Linked DNA regions of Hordeum vulgare: region 2 is linked to region 1. The links are chromatin contacts, called in public Hi-C maps. All regions are on one chromosome and are shown on one strand. The core of a region is the stretch at or near the end of the contact, and the rest is flanking DNA. Distances in the headings are between cores, read along the strand shown. Region 1 holds the start of LOC123447639 (sulfite exporter TauE/SafE family protein 4). Region 2 has its middle 64 kb from the start of LOC123447639.

Evidence for each region. Hi-C and Micro-C count contacts between places; a contact is called where the count stands out from the background.
Region 2: a Hi-C map of leaf shows a contact between it and region 1, with 5 times the contacts expected there. The contact joins the enhancer-like site here to the promoter of LOC123447639 in region 1. A contact is called at or near these places in 4 of 6 Hi-C or Micro-C datasets (leaf and seedling) and 1 of 1 datasets of contacts at active chromatin or transcription factors (embryo).

What each region holds. Positions count from the first base shown.
Region 1 is chr4H:23,884,443-23,890,472 of MorexV3_pseudomolecules_assembly, forward strand. LOC123447639 (sulfite exporter TauE/SafE family protein 4) reads right to left here and starts at 2,779. Exons shown (of 12, transcript XM_045124249.1): 1 at 2,485-2,779; 2 at 2,233-2,392; 3 at 1,944-2,144; 4 at 1,724-1,785; 5 at 1,573-1,633; 6 at 1,411-1,478; 7 at 1,034-1,120; 8 at 605-655; 9 at 40-279. The coding sequence starts at 2,667.
Region 2 is chr4H:23,947,947-23,953,976 of MorexV3_pseudomolecules_assembly, forward strand. No RefSeq gene overlaps it. Among protein-coding and RNA genes, the nearest start is that of LOC123447639, 64 kb to the left of the region's middle. Within about 2 kb of position 2,840, at least 2 of the 3 cell types and tissues checked have open chromatin away from gene starts, as enhancers often do. A contact at or near this core is called in leaf, where this site is marked.

The DNA.
Region 1 (6,030 bases), core at 1,529-4,028:
CAAGAAAAGAAACATTAACACACGAAATGATTCAAATACCTGAGGGATGCACCCTAACTCAAGAAGTAGTGGGCCGAGGATGAAACCGCCTCCAGAGCCGAGAAGACCACCAACTGTACCGCCCAGGAGGCCGCAGAAGGCGCAGAAGATGAGCTGTGTTGGTGACCACTCGATATTGGCCTCACAGACACACTCCAGGTTACCATTCATGCGTCTAGCACGGCTCTCCCTGCACAGCTGAACCGCTTTCCACACGAATACACTTACTGCAGCTGGGATCTGTATCAATCGACACACGTGGTTAGACTGTATCAGGTAGAAAAAGGTTGCATTGCAACACCCAATTTGTGCAGTGTACAACCGACGGAATAGTTAAGGTTTGGTGGAAGTTAAGAGGTCCTTAAAAACAGCTGATGGATGGTCTAAACATGCAAGTCCACCAAACTTTTCATGAGTTTTGAAAAGACATATGCATGTCCATTGCAATGATATGCTCTCAAACGTAAACAGAACGTTGAGCATAATGTACAACTTAAGTGAAAAGGCAAGATTGGATCTAATTGTTCAACTATAAAGTAGTGGCAGGCTGCATCGTGATTCTCACCTGGAAAATATTGATCACCCAGTAGAAAGTGCTGCATGTTTTGGAGTTATTCTGCATAGGAGTGAAAAATTACAGAAATTAGCAACAACTTTTAGCCAACATATGTCTGAAAAGGTTAAGGCACAAATGGCAACAGAAGAGCAGGAGCCTCGCTGTGCCACGAGGTAGTAATATAAACTGAAGAAGTTAGTAGTAAAAGCTGACAAATAGAACCACATGTACATGTGCTGAAGAGCTATAATTGACCGTGGACACTTCATACACAGCACATGTAAGATGTGCTTTGCTACTGTACTTATGGCTTATGTGAGAAAGGGGGTGACAAACAACCATGTCACTGTCAAATCCAATCAGTTTATGTTCCTAAAGGTTATCAACTAGACAACATTAAAAGTATGGAACTACTGCCATGATGCATATGAAAGAGACCTTCAGTATCTGCAGCACCAAGAAAGATGACCAAACAGCCAGTAGCACTAGGATATGCTTCCACCTCAAGTTGAACATCAAAGTCTCCTGGAATAAAAAAAACATGGACTCAATTATTAGGGCACAAATTGACAAGCTGTACTTTTGGGGTTTTGTTGTGCTGTTGCATGTTAAGGGCATCCGCCAAAGTTACTCTAAACCAGAGAATCATAAAAAATACTGTGTTAACTTCGCTAATCATGTCACCCTCGGAAGATAAACTATCCTAATCATATGGTTGCTTCGAAAGGTGTATCTAACAGCAACCAATCGATCTTAGTTATATGTTCAGGTCAGAAAAGCCTCAGAGTTCAAAGTGGCAAGTATTTGTGGCTTACCAGGCCAGACTTCTGCGTGGGCTTAGACTGGGGCAGGAGAGGCTCTGCATAACTCGGGTCAAGAACCACTGCAGATATTGAGTAAAAAAATTACAGCATGTTAAAAATGAGAAAAATGGATACTGACTGGAAACTTCGATGCAAGTAAAAAGTTAGTAGTACCATCGTTGGTAGCACTGGCACCAGAAGACTTGGACTGGGTTTCTCGCTCCCGTGTCTCCATCTGCAATCATTCACACAAGGATGTTCACAACACAATCCTATTAATGTTAAGGCAGGTAACAGGGGCAGGGCCAATGTGACAAGAACTAACCAGGATCCTTGTCTCCTCCCTCCACATGAGGATGCCTTTGTAGAAGGACCGCGAGGAGGTTCCTGCAAGGAGTTGATCACGCGCCAAAAAAAACGTCCACTTTAGTGATCTGACTGACAAGGCACACAAAGGAGCTAGGCCGCCAGCACGAAAGTCAGGGCATGGCTTTATTATTAACGGCACGTTGTGGCAGCACGATCGATCGAGCGAGGACACCAACCTACGAAGAGGATGATGATGAGGACGGTGATGAGCCAGTAGGGGAAGACGACGCTGAGCTCGACGCCGATGGTGATCCCGAGCATGAGCATGGGCTGGAAGAGCAGCGCGAGCTTGTAGTCGAGCACCGGCGCCTCCTTGGTCGGGTGCGACACCTGCAGGTTGTACCAGACCGACGACGCCGACGCCCCCATGATCATGCCTGCGCGCAAGCAAGACAAAAATTCCACGCGTGTGAGCAGAATCGACCCGTCGGACGGTCGAGACGGGTGGTAGAGCGGGCGGCTTACATTTGGAGAGCGCGGCGGCGGACTTGGTGTCGAAGCCGAGGACGAGGTTGAGGAGGGGCACGAAGATGCCGCCGCCGCCGACGCCGCCGACGGTGCCGAACGCGGAGCCGAGGAAGCCGACGACGGTGGCCACCACGAGCCGCCAGTTGAACTCGAGGTCCTGAAGCGAGACGGGGGGGTCAGCCGACAAACACCACACGAGCGTGCGAGGGGTTAGGCTCGAAGGGGGCGGGGCGGGGCGGGGTAGCTTACGGGCCAGACGCGAGCGGAGCGGGAGGAGAGGCGGGGCGCGCCATTGGGCGCGGCGGTGGAGGCGACGACGACGAAGCAGGCGAGGGCGGCGGCGCAGGCGGCTCCGCCGGCGAAGTATGCGAGGAAGGCCCGCGTGCTCGTCCTGTTCAGCCTGCCGTAGATGCCCGCCGGCGTGGACGCCATGCAGGCAGGCAGAGAGAGGGAGGGAGCGGCGACGGCTAGACTGGCGCGGCGAAGCAGATCGGTGCGCGACTGCGGGTAGCAGCACGGCGGGCGGGGGGAGGGAGGGGGGGAAGGAAATGGCGTGCGCCCGGCTCCGCCTGGCGATCTTATAGGCGGCGGGGGGGAGGGGGTGGGGTGGGGTGGATGTGGGGAGGGTGGAGGGAATTGAAGGAGGAGGCGGAATTGGCGTCGCCTTCTCGAATATTTTTGGACTGTTTTGGCTGGCACGCTGACTGAGCGCCGTGAATGGCAGGCGGTAAATAAAACGTTTCCTTCCTTCCCGGATAGCGGGGGATATGCCTACCTCGCGTTGCGTTGCGAACACGGGCTGCGAAACGGCTCCACGTTCCAAAAGAGAAATATCTTCTCCACGGTAACTAAAAATAGGTAGGCTACCTTAACAAAACGCTGTGCCTTGTGAAAATATTTCTCCACGTTTTCTTTTAGGTTCGGGTTTCTTTGTTAGGGCATCTACAACAGATTAGACGGCTGTTGTCTATAATATCCCTCCACGTCATTTGCAGACAACTGCTCCCTCCGTTTCTAAATATAAGTCTTTTAAAATATTTCATTAAAAGTCTACATACGAAGCAAAATGAGTGAATCTATACTCTAAAGTATGCCTATATACATCCGTATGTAGTCCACTAATGAAACCTCTTTAAAGACTTAGGAACGGAGGGAGTACTACAATGGATTGTCGTTAGGCTGGTCTAAAATTTCATAACGTGCGTGCATATTGTAAGGGATTTCCTACCCACGATGCGGTCTGTGGTAAACCATGCGGTCGTACAACGGGAAAAGATCCGGCTATATCTAGCGATATACTCCCTCCGTCCACAAATAAATGTACATATAGATTTTTACTTAGTCAATTTTTTTACAATTTAACCAACTTTATAAAAAAAAGATAGTAGCAACATATATAACATGAAAATGATATATTTGAAAACTTCATATAAAGATAAATCTATTCATACTAATTTGATGTCATAAATGCTAGCATCTTTTTTAATAAAGTTAGTCAAAATTTAACTAGTTTGACTGACAGAAAATGAAAATGTACACTTATTACCGGACGGAGGGAGTATGCGGCAACCGGCCGTCGCTAGAACTCTCTCTCCCATGTCAGCTATTTTGCTGACTGTACCCTGTTGTACATGCCCTTATTATTCCGGGCATGTCGTCTTGGTATATTCCTACAACGCTTGTTCACACTCTTTTTAGATCGAAAAAAGTTGATGCCCGCAGTATATTCTCTTTAAATTCCCACAAAAAAGTACAATCTTTTTAATTGCAACACTTTCTTTCTTTTGCGGGGATACGTTACTTTCTTTCGGCGACGCCCTTACGGAAGCTAGCAGCTCCAAAAATGGTCTTTGTCGGAGTTATACATCACACGATACACGCCTCCACGACACCATTCTGTTTCGTACTTTTATGAGATATAGTTGGTATATGTTGAAGGTGTGTCTGATGCCAATCATCATAAACTATGGAATTAGTAAAAAGGATATGTTAGTGTTACAATGTTTCTGTAAAACAACTGAGCATGAGAGAGCAAATAATCTCGTATACATAACAGGATAGGCTAACAGTCACCGGAAAAGATAGGAAACAAATTGAAAATATGGATCTGTGTTTCCAGTTATAAATATGATGTTTACATATTTGTGTAAGGGCCAAAGCCCTGACGGCGCGGCGGTGGCGGGACCCCTCGGTCGTTGTTCTCGAGCGTGGGGGCGACGCTGCTCAACTGCTCCACGCGGTGATGCTATGGTGCAAGGGGCTCCTCCCTTGGCTTGTGGAGCCACGGTGGCGGCGGTGAGGGCGACGCATCGGGGTGGCAGCTGTTCCAGATCTAGGTGGGGTTGCTCCTCTGGTCGTCGGCTCACGGGCGGCGCGAGCGGAGGCGGCGAGGGCCGGCCGCCGCTGGCGGTCTTTGCTGATGGTGGCGGCTGGTGTGGGGGTGTGCCATGGTGAAGGTATGGCGGCGTCTTCACTCGTCGGTGTTTGCTGGCGATGAGGTTGGGGGCACAAGAAATTGCTTGTATTTGATTGCATGATTGTTTGAGAGAGGCCATCTTCATCGTACACCTCACACAGGCTGATAGACCTTAGGTCATCCACTTTAAAAAAATGTTGTTGTCCTACAAAATTCTGCACTTGGCCCAACAAGTTTACAAGAATAAAATTATGTAGTAGACATCAGAGGTCGCTTTGCCGAACCCCTTTGTGACTTTGAAAGTAGGGACCAGTTAAGTCGTTCAACTTGATACTAACAATGCCATTATATAATATATTTTTACTCCAGTTTCACCAAGTCGCATTGAAACCATGCATCTCATGACATTCAAGCAAAAAGTCCCAATTAATATTGTCATAACCCTTTCAAAGTCAATTTTAGGAACTATACCCACTTTTTCTCTTCACTTGACTATGACGGAGAATCTCATGAAGATATAAGATACCATGCATTATATTTTGATGCTTAATAATAGCATTTTGGTGACGACTATTTAGTTTATTTGCAAACATGGGCACACGATTACCCAACACCTTAGTAACAAGTTTAGGCCCTGTTTGGAACCATAATTGATTATGATAATCTGGATTATAATCTGGTTTATAAAAATAATCTGGATGGACATGTTTGGAGGTCAGATTATATAAACTGTAATCCAGGTTTTACATTAAATAATGATCCGTCTGTCCTCTGGTTTTTTTAAAATAGAGGAGGATGGCGGTGGTAGGAATGTAATCATCTCCAACTTTGCAAGGATAATGAGTCATTATCAATCCATAATCTAATTTTAACTGGTGTAGAGTAGATTATGAGTTTTTAATAATCTGTTCATCTAATTTTTATAATCTACACCATAATCTGTCCCGTTTAAAGATAAAATAGATTATAAAAACTGGATTATATAATCTGATTGGTTCTAAACAGGGCCTTACATGGCCATCTAAGTAAGCAGATGGGGAGGAACGAAGATTTTTTTAGCTCCACCAAGCATAGGAATCAAGGTAATCAACCCATGACCGAGACAGGGTCACATCAAGGGTGCCCGCGTGAAAAAGCATGAAACAAGCACATAATGATAGGTTTGACAAAATCCCAGCAACACTTATCAAATTCTGCCGGAAGATTATCAAGACCAAGTGTCATGTTACTCTCCATAGAAAAGAGTGCATCCCTCATTTCATCCTCCATAAACATGTCCACGAGAAAAGCATTGGCGTCATCAGACAACTTATCCTGGTCACTCGAAGTATCATTAGACAAATGGAAAAGATTACCAGGGGCGGATCCCGATATATCTT
Region 2 (6,030 bases), core at 1,590-4,089, 64 kb after region 1:
ACCCTTGGCAGCGGCGTCGTTATCATCATGTCCCTTCTTGGAAGTGTTGATTGGTACCGACGCTTCGGAGTCTAGGAGCTTGGTGGAAGATACCCAATGGGCGCAGCGGTCGGTCATCTAGAGGGCAACTTCCTGGATCCATATGTGGTTGTTACTCAGCGTGCGAAAGCCAAGGAGCATACTTGTGGGTCTAACCGATGGGAGACGGCCACACGGGGTACCTACAACCGATTTGGATGACGGTCCAACAATAGAATAGGTGGCTAGGCATCTAATTCTATGGTTAGCCGGTTGTGGTTTTTACGTTTATTTTTATTTTTATTTTCACATGAGACTTTGTATGGCTTTGTGCATTTTGGTTAGATCATTATTTAATGATATGACTGCATGCATCACATTAATGCAGAGGTAGGGGTAATCCTTCTTTTTAGAAAAAAAATGTCAATGAAATTATTTTTGTACATTAATGCAGAGGTAGGGTTTTGTACCTCATTTCTCTGGCGTTCTTTGACCAGTAATAAAAATGTGCCTAATGTCGAAATTAACAACCCAACTGATTTATTGATTTCGCATGGACCTTATAATTACAAAACCCTGGTGTTCTGTCCAATTGTCCTACAGTAGTACGGTGCAAAACAACGATCTCGTAGACCCCACACCAGCATATGTGGACGCATAATTCATGAACCTTTCGTGCCTACAAAGCTAAGCTGGGTGTGATACTGCGCACTTTATGTAGTTTTCAAAAGAAACGTAGTACGTACATAGTCTGTCTAACATAATGGCCCAGAGTTCTACTTTACTTTAAAGTTGTTTGTTAACCAGTTCAATCCATCTCAATCTCTCCACCGAACCCAGGGGATCGTCATCTTCCAATCAGATGCCCTCCACGGGTGTAAAAACATCCCGTGACATTCGTGGACAGGCGGGCAGGATGCCAGTGCGTGTGCACGGCAGAAGTCCACCGTAGCCACGAGTGGAACGAGACGAGCTTATAATTAGCTCAACGAACACACGAATCCCGACTAACTATTAATTAAACCCTTCGTTCAAAAACTATTAATTAAACCCCATATGTGATCATGTCATCTTTGTGTGAGTCTCCACTCTGTGTATGCCCTAATTATTTTCAGTGGAGGTAAATTACAAGACTACGACGCACGATTACATGCTGACCGATTACACAAACAAAAAACTGAGGCGGACGTACGACGTTGATTTTCCGACGATATATAATACGAGTTTCGGAACGTTCGTTCGCCTTATGAATGATAGCGAAGTCAAATTATCATGCTTAGTTATAAAAAATTCGCCACCACGTCGGGCGGGAGTAGATGATTGGGGCGGACGCCACTGATCGGGTCATCCATGCATGGGTAAAATTACGAGTCCATATGAAACGACTCAACCGGTTCCCTTGTGATTGAGATTAACCCACCTCCTTGTGTTTGTGTATTATGTTCATTCGGACTTGCCGTGCTGTACATGAGTAATGTCACTGCCCGGTTGCAGAGCACATCACGTGCTAGTTTAGCTTACGTGGTTTCCGGATTTGATCGAAATGGCAAGGGACCAGCTCGCCCGTACCATCGGTGGTTGCTGCTATTTAATGCTAAGTAAAAAAATAGACCGCGGCACCCTGCACTGCAGACGCCAATCACGTCGGGCGGCCATGCCTTTCATATGCCATGCCATTTTTTGAAAAAGCTGCATGCACATGTCAAAACTTGGTTGCAAACCGGAGCAGTGCCCTTTCAGTTAATCGGATGATATCGTACTCGGTCTCGATTGCGCGCTGATCATGTCATCAAGCTATCATGGATTTTGTGATCAATGGGTCACGGGAGATCATATTCGACTTGCGTTCCTCGGCTCGGCCGGGTAGCTGGCTGGCCTCGCCGCCTGCCGATGCGTGGAGGTCGACGGGCGCGGAGGCCACCGCCGTCCACATCCTCCAGGCGCCACCTCACGGCATCTTCAACAGATTGTTGGTTACTTTGTTGGTAAAATATGTCATGTCATCAGTTAATATCTTAACATACAACTACTTTAATGGGTTGTACTACATCCGTTCAAGTGTATAGGGCAATGCCCGTAGTTCTAGGTTGTCAATTTAACTAGTTAAATATTTTTTATATGCAATAAAAATTATATATATTCAGAAACTACATCTTCGCATGAATCTAATAATATATTATTTGTTACATATAATACATATTTAAGTAGTTATATTAACAACCTAGAACTACGCGCATACCATATGCACTTGGACAGAGGGAGTATCTAGTTTGCTTAATAAGATGTGAGGTAGTAAATAAGGTGCTCTTTCATTTTACATTGGAGCTTGTGCAAGGGTGTTGGTTAATTTACATACTCCGTACAACGTTACTCTCTTTCTTCATTTATTAGAAGACACATCATCAAGAATCCTATGTGTCAAAATTACCAACTACTATCTTACGTACCCTCAAGCCGTTCCAATCCGCTTGAGTGGATCTCCTCCGTACATGCCTATAAAACTTCTCAATGGCAGCAGGGTTGAGGAGTTGCATCGTTTCAGTTCTTTCTTTTTTCTCCCTCTTGTGTTGCTATCAGGGATGTTAGTTGTTGACCGCCGTTGCAGCGGGGAATCTCTCCTGCTCTGCACTCGACGATCGAGCCGGGGGCCGGGCCCAACCACGGAGCGTCACGTACGCACACGCGGACCGCCGTTGCAGGTACGTGTGCGTTGGTGAGCTTCTATCCGGCTTCTTGTTTATTCGTACTATAATATATACTCGGTGTCATCGTGGGGTGTCTCACACGGCAGACGGCACACATGAGAAAGCGATCGACGCATATGGTATTGGCATGGAATGATTACACGATCCCGTCTGGTTCTACCTCGCACAAGTAGTACGTAGCACGTACTGGCTGCAGACGGAGTCGACTGTCGCCGGTTTCGGGGATCGGGAGGTGATCGATATATCGCCATGTTCCGTCCTTGGCCAACCGTTGATGTGAATGGATAGAGGCTCGATCCAGAGGGTGTGGAGCGTAGCGCGTACGGCGCTGTTTGCGGACGTCGCTGTTTCCGGCCGAAGCGCCTGCAGGCTACAGCGCGCATGATGACAATATCGTTGAGGACGAAACGAGGTGAGCATGAGGAGGAGACGCGTCATGCATCGTATCCGAAAGGCCATGTATGGATCTACTTTGGAGCTTGGCTTCGTCGTGGTGCCAACACTAGTAGAAAAACGGGCTTCCATCCCAACTCAATTTACACATTAGTCCCGGTTCCATTACAAATCAGGACTAATGTTAGCATTAGTCCCGGTTCGAACGGCAAGGACGTCGGTCGGTCATTAGTCCCGGTTCAAAAGGGACCTTTAGTTCCGGTTCGTGTCTCGAACCTGGACTAAAGGGTTTGGAGGCTTTAGTCCTGGTTCATGTCTTGAACAGGGACTAAAGGGTAGACCAACCGGGACTAAAGGGGTTTTGTATTTTTATTTTTTCCTGTTTTTAAATTTTATTTTTGTTTGTAGTTTCTGTTTTAAATTGCTTATATCTTTTAGGATATTTAATTTTTTTTTGAGTGATTCTTTTTGCATTAGATTCAAAATTTTGTCTAGTTTCTGCTTGTGCAATTAGTTTTTAAATTTGAATGGTTTAAATTTGAATTTGTTCAAATTTGCTTTAAACCCAAATTGTGAATAACTTGAGTTTACAAATATTTTTTAATTTAATTCTTTTTTCTCCTAGTCATCTGTTAGATTGTTATCACAGTAAGATTTATTTGGTTACTTTTAGAATAATTTAAATTTGGATTTTAATTAAAACAATATTGTTTTGCTTATATAGTTGTTTTAGTTATTTAATTGTTGTTTTTTATTATTTTTAGTTAGTACTTTCTGTAGATTTTAACATGTTATAGTATGGTGCATATTAAATGCATAAAAAGTATGGAATTAAAATCATTTTAATAAAATGTCTTTGTAGCAGATGGGTTTTCGTCTCAAACCTTGATACTTCGAAGAATGATCCAGTTTGTACACGAAGTGCATCCAGTTTTTATCGTAACTCTCTCAGCTTTTTAGCACATGCCATGTGGGTGAAACTATGATACCATGCCAACTTTCAACCTTTTCAGAGTTCATTTGTAGTGCTTTTTAATTTCAGGGTCAATTAGCTCAAAAAAGTAAGTAAATGCATGAAAAATACCAAATGAAGTCAGAAAATATTGAAAATTTATGATGTGGCTTTAAATGGTGTATTTTAAACACACAAAAAGTATGGAGTTCAAATAAGTTCAAAAAAATGAAATCCCTTTGCAATAGATGAGTTTTCGTTCGAAACCCTGATACTTCGAAAGTTCATTTTGTACACGAAGTGCATCCAGTTTTTGACGTAACCCTCTCAACTTTTTAGCACATCCTATGTGGGAGAAATGATGATATGATGCCAAGTTTCAACCTTTTCAGAGTTCATTTGTCGGGCTTTTCAATTTCAAGGTCATTTAGGTCAAAAAATCATTAAATGCATGAAAAATAGCAAATGAAGTTATAAAGGGTCGAAATTTAGGATGTGGTTTTGAATGGTTTATATTGAATGCACAAAATGCATAAAATGTCTGAAGTTGAAATAAGTAAAAAAAAATAAAATATCTTTCTAGCAGATGGGTTTTCGTCCGAAACTGTGATACTTCGAAGGAGATGGTCCAGTTTGTACACGAAGTGCATCCAGTTTTTGTCGTAACCCTCTCAACTTTTTAGCACAAGCTATGTGGATGAAATGATGATACCATGCCAAGTTTCAACATTTTCAGAGTTCATTATAGTTCTTTTCAATTTCAGGGTCATTTAGCTCAACATAGCAAATAAAGTTAGAAAGGGTTAAATCTGGCTTGGTTAACCTTAGTTGTGATTCTGGCGGGGACGGTGCTAGCAAATGTAGTCGACGGGTATGATTGGACTCTTGGCTAAAGGGGATTCTGAAATTTTCAAACTCTACCCTCCCTGGACCGTCTTTTTTAGTTTTGTAGAAAATAAACAAAAATGCTAAAATCTTCAAAAAATAAAATCCTTTGAGATGTAGTTAGGTTTTAGTGCCTAGTTGGTATACAAATTTTGAGATATGAATTTTGGCCGTTTTTTCAAAAAGGGAAAAATGTAAAACGGCCATAACTTTTGCATACGACGTCAAAAAAAAAGTTTAATATATAAAAAAAGCTAGAGAAAATTGGGAATCCATTTCACCGGGGCTTGCCTGGTGAAGTTTTCTCACATGCTCAAAATTCCAAATGTAAATAAAGTTATGGCAAAAAGAAGTTTTTCCACAAAAATAAGAAAAAATAATTTTATTTAAAATCTTTAGGTTGTTTTCATTGAAATTCAATATTATTATTACTTATTTTGTTTATTTTAATAATTGTTTGAATTCAAAAAAATAAATCATGTGACATGACATCAAACCCTAGGTTGTTTAGGATTGATAGCTTACTATTGTGAGGAGAACAACAAGTGTAGACTTGGCAACTAGGGGCGATAGAACCAGGAAGTTAAGCGTGCTCGGGCTGAAGCAGTGAAAGGATGAGTGACCGGTCGAGAAGTTAGACGATTTGAAATGAGTAATATATGCTAGAGCAGTGAGGATGGGTGACTAGAGATTAAATTGTCAAATAAATCAAAGATTTAAAAATTGAAATAAAACATAAAAACAAACCAAAGAATATTCAAAAATATAATTTGAAAAATAAATAAAAAGGTACCTTTTTGGGTCAAACAAACAAAATAAACAGACGGATCCTTTAGTCCCGGTCCGTGTTAAGACCCGGGACTAAAGGGCCTGCCCTTGAGGGCGCTCCGAGGCGCCCACGTGGAGCACCTTTGGTCCCGGCTAGAGCAGTGAGGATGGGTGATTAGAGATTAAATTGTCAAATAAATCAAAGATTTAAAAATTGAAATAAAACATAAAAACAAACCAAAGAATATTCAAAAATATAATTTGAAAAATAAATAAAAAGGTACCTTTTTGGGTCAAACAAACAAAATA